Linked DNA regions of Sus scrofa: region 1 is linked to region 2. The links are chromatin contacts, called in public Hi-C maps. All regions are on one chromosome and are shown on one strand. The core of a region is the stretch at or near the end of the contact, and the rest is flanking DNA. Distances in the headings are between cores, read along the strand shown. Region 1 overlaps LOC110260643 (a long non-coding RNA gene). Region 2 has its middle 22 kb from the start of RPL3.

Region 1 (4,134 bases), core at 1,356-3,855, 110 kb after region 2:
TGGCTTTGAGCACCAGTGTGCGAACAAACCAGCCCAGACCAAGCTCTGCTCACTGCCCCCCACCCCCACTCCCACAGGAAACAGTTGCCCCTGGGCCACCATTTGGGAGGGCAGTGGGAAGAGGCCGGCGTGGGTCTGTCTGAAGTCAGCACAGCTGCTCTTCCTACAGGCACACTCCTGGGAACGACTGTCTCAACTTGCCATCTTAACTTCCTCTGCCCTGTTCTTCCCTGAACCCCCTCTTTCCCATCAGGCTTGCCCCACGGCTCTGCAGGAACTGTGTCGTGTCCCCACCCACCTCCATCTGCCGGGCGCCCCTCCCCCACCTCCACTGGTCCCTCCTCATCGCATCTCTCCGACTTCTAAACGTTGGAGGAAGCTCAGGGCTCGATCCTTAGAGCTCTTCTTTGATGACACCATCCCCAGGGCCATCACATCCTGTCTCATGGCTTAATGATCACCCACAAGCCAATGGCACCCACACGTGTGTCCCCAGCTTGGACCCGAACATCAGGCTCCCAGATCTGACTGCCCTTCCATTGCTCTCCGTGAATGGCTCCGATTTATCCCTGTGCATCTCAGTGGCACCTGCTGCCCTGCTCCCGCCGGTCCCAACCCACCTGGCAAGCAGCCTTCCCTTTTCTTTGCTTGTCCCTGTCTCCAGGGGCAGACACGGTCAGCTCCGCCTGCACACACGCGCAGGTCCCCATCCTCCTCACCACTTCCTGGCCCCCCAACCCCCAGCCCTGACTGTCCCCCGCCCCTCAGGCTGCAGCCAGGGTGGGTTATTACCCTATAAATCAGACCACTCACTTCTTCGCTCAACAGCCCCAGTGGCCCCCACTCTCACTCCCAGTGAAAGCGCCCCCATGGATTTCGCCTCCCCGTGCTCCCCTGGGGTCCGCCTTTGCCATCTCCCCGCTCCCACCAGAAGCCCCCTCCTCCAGACCCGCCTCCTCCGGTCCCACATCGAAGGCCACCCGCTGAGATCTTCCCTCAGCGCCGCACAGAAGACCACCCAGCTCCCCACCTGGCCTCGTCTCTCCTCAGAGCGCCTCTTACCATCTGGCGGCGGCGGATACACTTTACTCCTTAATTCAGTCCTCTCCCCTCTATTCTCTCCACCTGAACGGAAGGGAGTCTGGGGATGGAAAGGCGTGGCACAGAGTAGATGCTTAGCATAGATAAACGCGTTTCTCGAGGGAAGGAATCGCTGATCTGTCTTTGCATTCTTTCTCCCTGAGTGCCCGCTCAGCTTCGGTGTCTCTCTCCACCCAGCACAGCAGGCCTCTAGTGAGCGCAGTGTTTGTCACTCTTGCTCTGTCGTTAATCAATGTTCCAAACAAGGGGCAGGTCCCCTAACCACCCCCTCTGCCCGTTGCACTTCCCGGTTACCGCTCGCCCTCGCTAAAGCCCTCCTGGGAACCATCACCTCCTCCATGAAGCCCTCCGGAATCCCCCATCTCTCTCTTGGTCTGGGGGCCTCTGGAGGGGAATTGCATTCCACCTGCGTCAGCGTTATCTGTGACTGGTAACTGTCCCACCTCCCCGGTGGACGGCCAGTGCCCTGGCCAGGGAGGGAGGGCTGTGTCTTGGGTGTTTCTGTAATCCCACACTCCGCCCAGCCTCAGCATGCAGTAGGTGCTCACTGTTGGGAGAGCTGAGTTGGACATTTGGCTTAGGTTCACGTTCAAGATTTTCCAGCAGGCCTCGGTGTCTTTTATTTGAAATCATGTTTATTTACTTTCTAGTTCATCCTTAATGTGTTTTTTTTTATCACCTTTAGTTACCTTTTTCTGGTTGTAAACCGAACGCATGTTCCTAGCAGAAAACACTGAAAAAGGGCAAAGTGTGGCTCAGCGGGTTATGGACCCGACTAGTATCCACGAGGAGGCAGGTTCGATCCCTGGCCTCGCTCAAGAGTTTAAGGATCCGGAGTTGTGGCAAGCTGCAGTGTAGATCACAGATGCGGCTCAGATCCCATGTTGCGGTGGCTGTGGTGTAGGCCAGCAGCGGCAGCTCTGATTGGACCCCTAGCCTGGGAACTTCATATGCCGCAGGTGTGGCCCTAAAAAAAGCAAAAAGAAAAGAAAATATGCAAGGGTATCAGTGAAAGACAAGATTGCGCATCGTCTAGCAACCTAGAGATAATCACTGTTAGCAATGGAGGCACATTCACTTCAACTTTTCTCTCTGGGTCCCCATTTTTTTCTCTTTAGTAAATCTTATATTGCAATCATTTCTTATGTCATCACTATTCCTTTTTTTTGCTTTTGTCTTTTTAGAGCCACACCCATGGCATATAGTGGTTCCCAGGCTACGCCTGCCGCCCTCACCACAGTCACAGCAATGCCAGATCTGAGCCACGTCTGTGACCTACACCACAGCTCATGGCCGTGCTGGATCCTTAAGCCACTGAGCAAGGCCAGGGATCGAACCTGCAACCTCATGGTTCCTATTCAGATTTGTTTCCGCTGTGCCACGACGGGAATTCCCCTTATCCCTCCCTATTCTTGCAAGATGTCATGTGTAATGACTGCATACTATTCCACTGTGTCAGTTTATCATCCTTTTTCTCAGCAAGCATTTCACACACACATGATCATGACACACGTTCTCCAAACACAATACACCCCCCACCCTGACCCGTACTCCTTGGCTCCCAAGCTCCACAATGGAGGTGATTTCCCAGCACAGAGGACCCAGCAGGGTGGGGTTCCAGCCTTTTCCTCTTACTGTCCCTCAGACAGACAGATGTCAGGACACACACAGGACAGCCAGACAGGGAGAGCCGGCAGGAGGCGGAAGGGATGCAGGGCAAGTGGAGAAGATGGCTTTGGGGGGGAGTCCAAGCTTTCGGAGGGACAAGGGGGTGGGGAAGGTGGCGTTGTTGGCAGCAGGGCCCTGGCTGCCCTCTGACGGGAAAGCCCCAGGCAAGAGCAGATGACAGAATGGGGCTTTCTCGGCCTAATACTCCCAAGGCTGGACAGAGAGAATGGTCACAGAAGGGAAAATTTGAACCTCAGAATCCTGGGAGCGTTCGGGTCTCTTGGAATCAGCTTCTGAACCGCGTGAAGAGCCGCGGAGGGAGACCCCTCTGGGGGGTCTCTAGGAACCAGCAGAGGGCTTGGGGTGGCCCTCGAGCTGCAGGAAAGGAGGGAGGGAGTCCAGACTCTGGCGCCCCAGGCTTGGCCCCAGGTGTGTCCTCCTGCCCTTCCCCCATCGTCCCTGTGGGGTGCCTCCATTCCCCAAGGGCAGAGGGCAGCTAAGAGGGCACAGGGCCAGTGCCGGGGCTCACCTGCTCCAGGGTGCCTGGCTTCCCAAGGAGAGAAGTTTTCTTTCTTTCTTCCTCCCTCCCTCCCTCTCTTTTTCTTTCTTTCTTTCTTTCTTTTTTTGGGGCCCCACCTGCAGCACATGGAAGTTCCCAGACTAGGGTTCGAATCAAAGCTGCAGCTGCCAGCTTGTGCCACAGCCACCGCCACAGCAAGGCAGGATCCAAGCCATATCTGCAACCTACGCCAGGTCCTTAACCCATTGAGCAAGGCCAGGGATCAAACCCGAATTCTCATGGATACTAGTCAGGCTCTTAACCTACTGAGCCACACCGGGAATTCCAGGAGAGGAGGTTTCTGAGCAGACCCCTGTGGAGCTGCCCTGTCCTGGCTCCTTCCCAGAATGCTCCGCTCTCATGGGTCTGAAACCAGAGGCCGTTTGCAGAAAAATGTGCAGACGAATGAACTCAGCTCTGGGTGGTTTTAGGGAAGAACAGGGGTCCAGAGCCAGCTCAGCGTGGCCAACTGTGGGATCTTGGAGCAGTCATTTCCCTCCCAGGATCCCCAAGGCGCACCCAGGCAAGAGGATTGGGAAACTGACCAATCTGGGGCTGGATTGTTTCCAGCTCTTCTCGGAGCCTCAGAAGTCGGCTGTGGATGGACTTGGCCCTAGGTAAACAGTGGAAACCCCTGTAACCTGCGCTAGGACGGCCTCAGTGCAGAGAAGGGCGGTTTCCGCCCTTGATCAGGTGAAGAGGCTCCGCAAAGAGGCAGTGACTACACTGTGACATCGCAGCGTGGTGATGCTGACATGGCCCAAAGCAGGGAGAGAAGCCTCCCATTTTGCAGATGGAGAAACTGA
Region 2 (4,164 bases), core at 155-2,654:
ATCGGAAGTTGTCATTTTAGGGGTCGATATTGGAAGCTGATATGTTTGGGGGGGATATATATATTTATTTAAATATTTATATTAATTCTATAATATATATATAATTATATATTTATATACATAAATATATATATTTTGGGGGGCCATCCCTGCAGCATGTGGAAGTTCCCAGGCCAGGAATCAAACCCTCACCACAGCAGTGACTGGAGACACTGCAGTGACAACACAGGATCCTTAACCCGCTCTGCCACCAGGGAACTCCTAGGGGTTGATATTTCAGACAGGCAGCCCCAGTCGTACTGCCCCGTGAGTACTTATTATCTGACCCGATCTGCATCTCTTGTTTTCTCCCAAAGGGGCTCCCATCTCCCCCAGGGTGGGGCAGCCCTGAGCCCTCACCCCGCAGCCCAGCTCCCAGCATGCCTGGGACGTGGGCTGGGGACACGTGTGACGGGCGAGCGAACAGTCCCTCCCAGGCCGCCCTGCCTTTGGGTGTCGGGCTCCTAACCTCGCTGGGAGGCTGGGCTTGGGCACTTCCCCCTTGGATGCTTCTTAGAGCTGTTCCCGCAGGAGGGTATGGGCCAGGGCTCCTGACCTGGGCCAGGTCTCATCTCTGTTGCCGCTCGCTGGGTGGTCTTGGCAAACTCCTGCCTCCCCGAGCTGGCTGCCCGGCCTGTAAAATGGGGGTATTCCCACTCGGGCAGGGCCAGATGAGCCGGGGCGTATGGGGCCCGCGCAGCCCTGGCCTGTGGGAGGAGCCGTGAGCTGTGGTGTCCAGGGGTTAAGGGAGGCGTCCTCAAGGAAGAGTGATGAACTCGGGATCCAGGGATTTGGATTTTGGTCTGTGTGACCTGGGGGCAAGACCCCTCTCCTCTCTGATCCTTGCTTGGTTCCAAGACAGAGGGCAGGGGAGCCCTTACGGGCGGGGACAGCGGTGCTCTGCTTGCGGGGTCCCACCTGGCAACAGGCGGGTGTGGGGCGGGGTGAGAGGCCGGGCGCAGCGGCTGCTCAAAGTGTCTGGGGCAGACAATGGCACTGTGTGCCGGGGAGCGGGGCGGGTGGCACAGTGGCTCCCCAGCAGGAATGTGCCCGCCTGTCTGGGAATGCAAGCACGTGGCTCCCTCCCTCGTGGCTTGCTCCCCCACGGTGGGGAGGGTGTGTCCCTCGCCCGTGGTGCCCACCCTGCTACAGTAGGTTTAGAGCCCAGAATGGCTGAGGGAGCGGAAGGCCAAGGGAGGCACTGGCAGCCTGGGAATTCCTGGGTCCCCACCTCCTGGAAGGCCGAGCAGCCTCCTGGGCCTTGGGGCAGTGGTGGGGAGGCTGGGGGCTCCCTATGTCACTGACTTGCTGGGTGGCCTTGGGCAAGTCCTTGCCTCCCCTCTAGGCCTCACTTCCCTATCCGCATGGTTTCTGCTTGCCCCACAGAGACTTCCTCCTGTTAAAACAGCGGGAGTTCCTGTTGTGACTCAGCGGTAACAAACCAGACTAGTACCCATGAGGACCTGGGTTCGATCCTTGGCCCCGCTCAGTGGGTTACGGATCCGGTGTTGCTGTGAGCTGTGGTGTAGGTCGCAGACGCGGCTCGGATCCTGTGTTGTTGTGGCTGTGGCGTAGGCCAGTGGCTACAGCTCCGATTTGACCCCTAGCCTGGGAACTTCTAAATGCTGCAGGTGTGGCTCTAAAAAAATTAAACAAACAAACAAACAGCTCTTGGGGCCCAATTGTCTCCCTCGCTCCCCTTCGTGGAGCATGGACTTTGTCTTGGTCACCACTCTGTCGCCCAGGCCCAGAACAAAGCCTGGTTCAGGCCTCATTTGCTGGTGAAGCCATTTTCACGCTATTCGGAGTCTTTTCTGCTCACTGCCTCCAGGCCTTTCTCTGCTCTGCTATTCCTGCCCATCCGCAGCCCCACCCGGTGGGTTCTTGGGGCCATGGGTCTCCTCCTCAGCAGCTTCTAGTAGCTTCACCTGGAGGGAGGCACTGGTGGATGAGAGGGCTGGAGGAGGGGGGGGGTCTTTGTCCCTGGCTCTCCTCCTTGGTGCCAGCTGGGTCCACCATGGCTGTAGGTTCTCAGCCTCCCCCTCATTGGCCTTCAGGCCCCCTCGCCTCCTCACCCCTTGGCTCTGGGGATGGTCACTGCGCGACGGTTGTCTCTCTCCTGTCACTTCACATCTCGTCTGCCCGCAGCTCAGAGTGGTCCCTTCCCAGGATTTCTTCTCTGGAAGCCCACGATGTCACCGTCCTGCCAGCACCCTGCCTGCCTGCCCATCCATTTCATCCTCCCAGACCCCTTGTGCTGGGTGGCTTCATGATCCCCATTTTACAGATGAGAAAACTGAGGTCCAGAGAGGGCCTGTGGGTGAGGGAGAGCCTTGTGGCCAGGGAGAGCCAGGATCTGAGCCCACGTCTCTGTTACTCCAGTGTCTGGGGACTTTGGTCCTAGGCAACACTTTATTTTGAGCTTTTCTCTTTTTTCTTCTTTTTCTTCTTTTTTGCTTTTTAGGGCCTCTCCCGTGGCATAGGGAAGTTCCCAGGCTAGGGGTCAAATCGGAGCTGTAGCTGCCGGCCCATGCCACAGGCACATCAACGCAGGATCTGAGCCACGTCTGCGACCTACACCACAGTTCATGGCAACACTGGATCCTTGACCCAATGAGTGAGGCCAGGGATCGAACCCGTGTCCTCATGGATACTATTTGGGTTCACTACCGCTAAGCCACAACAGGAACTCCTATTTTGAGCTTTTCTGATGATCACAGTGCTAGGGGCTTAGTGTGCTCGGGTGAAATGCCCAGCGAGTAATAAAAAAGAATCACAGTCGTGTTCCCTGACTCTCAGTCCCTGGGCCCCGGGCCAACCACTCTCTCGAGGCGTCTCCTCCACTCCTCTCCGTGGGCTCTGAAGGGAGGAGGCTGGGGGGGCCAGGAGGCTTGGAGTCAGGGCGGTGGAGTCAAGGGCTGGGAGGCTTCAAGGCCAGTTTCCCTCCCAGCCAGGGCCGTCTCCACCCTGCAGCCAGGGGGAGCAGACAGCCCCCTCCCACGGGAACTCCCTGGCAGGTCAGTCCAGGGGCCAGACATCCTCCTGAACTCCAGAGGTGGCTGGGGCTGCTGGATGACTTCATGGGCCTTTCCCATCCCTGAGTCACCCATACGTCACTCACTGCCCCCTGAGCACCTTTGAAGGGCAAGAAAGTAGCTGGCTTCGCTGGTGGTGGTGGGGGAGGGGCTCTGTTAGCTAACGGTGCAGGGGGAGATGGGGAGGAGAAGGTGGGGTTCAGCCCCGGACCCTCTGTCCCTTGTGTGTGTGTTGGGGGGCCATCTGTGCCCCTCTCTGGGGCTCAGGAACCCAGCACCCTCTCTGAGGGGTTCATTGGGAATTCCCACACTTGCAGCATGAGTCCTGCTGGACCTGGCCGGTTCAGGACTGCGGATGTGACTGCAAGAGCGTGAAGGAAAACTATGTCCCTGTCTGTCTGTCTGTCTACCTGTCTCCTCCCTGCCCCCCACTCAGCACAGCAGTGAATCAGCCCAGGTGAGGAAGCTGATTCATCTTCCCCACCTGGCTCTGGAGAAAGGGCCACTTTCTCTTGCCTGGAGGTTAGAATTGAACTTGAACTTGGATGTTATTCTCAGAAGGGAGTGACTCTGCCATGGTGGGGTGAAGGGACTCAGTGCACAGACTTAGGGTGCTAGGTCTCTGGCAGGATGTCATTGAGCACCTATGAAGTGCCAGGCTTATGGCATCTGCTGGGCAGACATTAGCTCAGAGAATCTGCACACCAACCTGCTGTCCCTGCTCTGGTTTCCTTCTTTTCTTTCTTTCTTTCTTTTTTTTTTTTTTTTTTTTTTTTGTCTTTTGTCTTTTTGTCTTTTGTTGTTGTTGTTGTTGCTATTTCTTGGGCCGCTCCCGCGGCATATGGAGGTTCCCAGGCTAGGGGTTGAATCGGAGCTGTAGCCACCGGCCTACGCCAGAGCCACAGCAACGCGGGATCCGAGCCTCGTCTGCAACCTACACTACAGCTCACGGCAACGCCGGATTGTTAACCCTCTGAGCAAGGGCAGGGACCGAACCCGCAACCTCATGGTTCCTAGTCGGATTCGTTAACCACTGCGCCACGACGGGAACTCCTCTTTCTTTCTTTCTTTCTTTCTTTCTTTCTCTCTT

The links. A called contact is a pair of places that touch in the nucleus more often than the background predicts.
Region 1: a contact with region 2 is called in a Hi-C map of alveolar macrophages, with 2.8 times the contacts expected there. A contact is called at or near these places in 2 of 5 promoter capture datasets (fetal liver and fetal skeletal muscle), 27 of 47 Hi-C or Micro-C datasets (adipose tissue, alveolar macrophages, blood and 15 more) and 2 of 2 datasets of targeted methods (alveolar macrophages and skeletal muscle).

The regions. Positions count from the first base shown.
Region 1 is chr5:9,048,181-9,052,314 of Sscrofa11.1, forward strand. All of the region lies in intron 2 of LOC110260643 (a long non-coding RNA gene), which reads right to left. Among named protein-coding and RNA genes, the nearest start is that of CBX7, 20 kb to the right of the region's middle.
Region 2 is chr5:8,942,412-8,946,575 of Sscrofa11.1, forward strand. No RefSeq gene overlaps it. Among named protein-coding and RNA genes, the nearest start is that of RPL3, 22 kb to the left of the region's middle.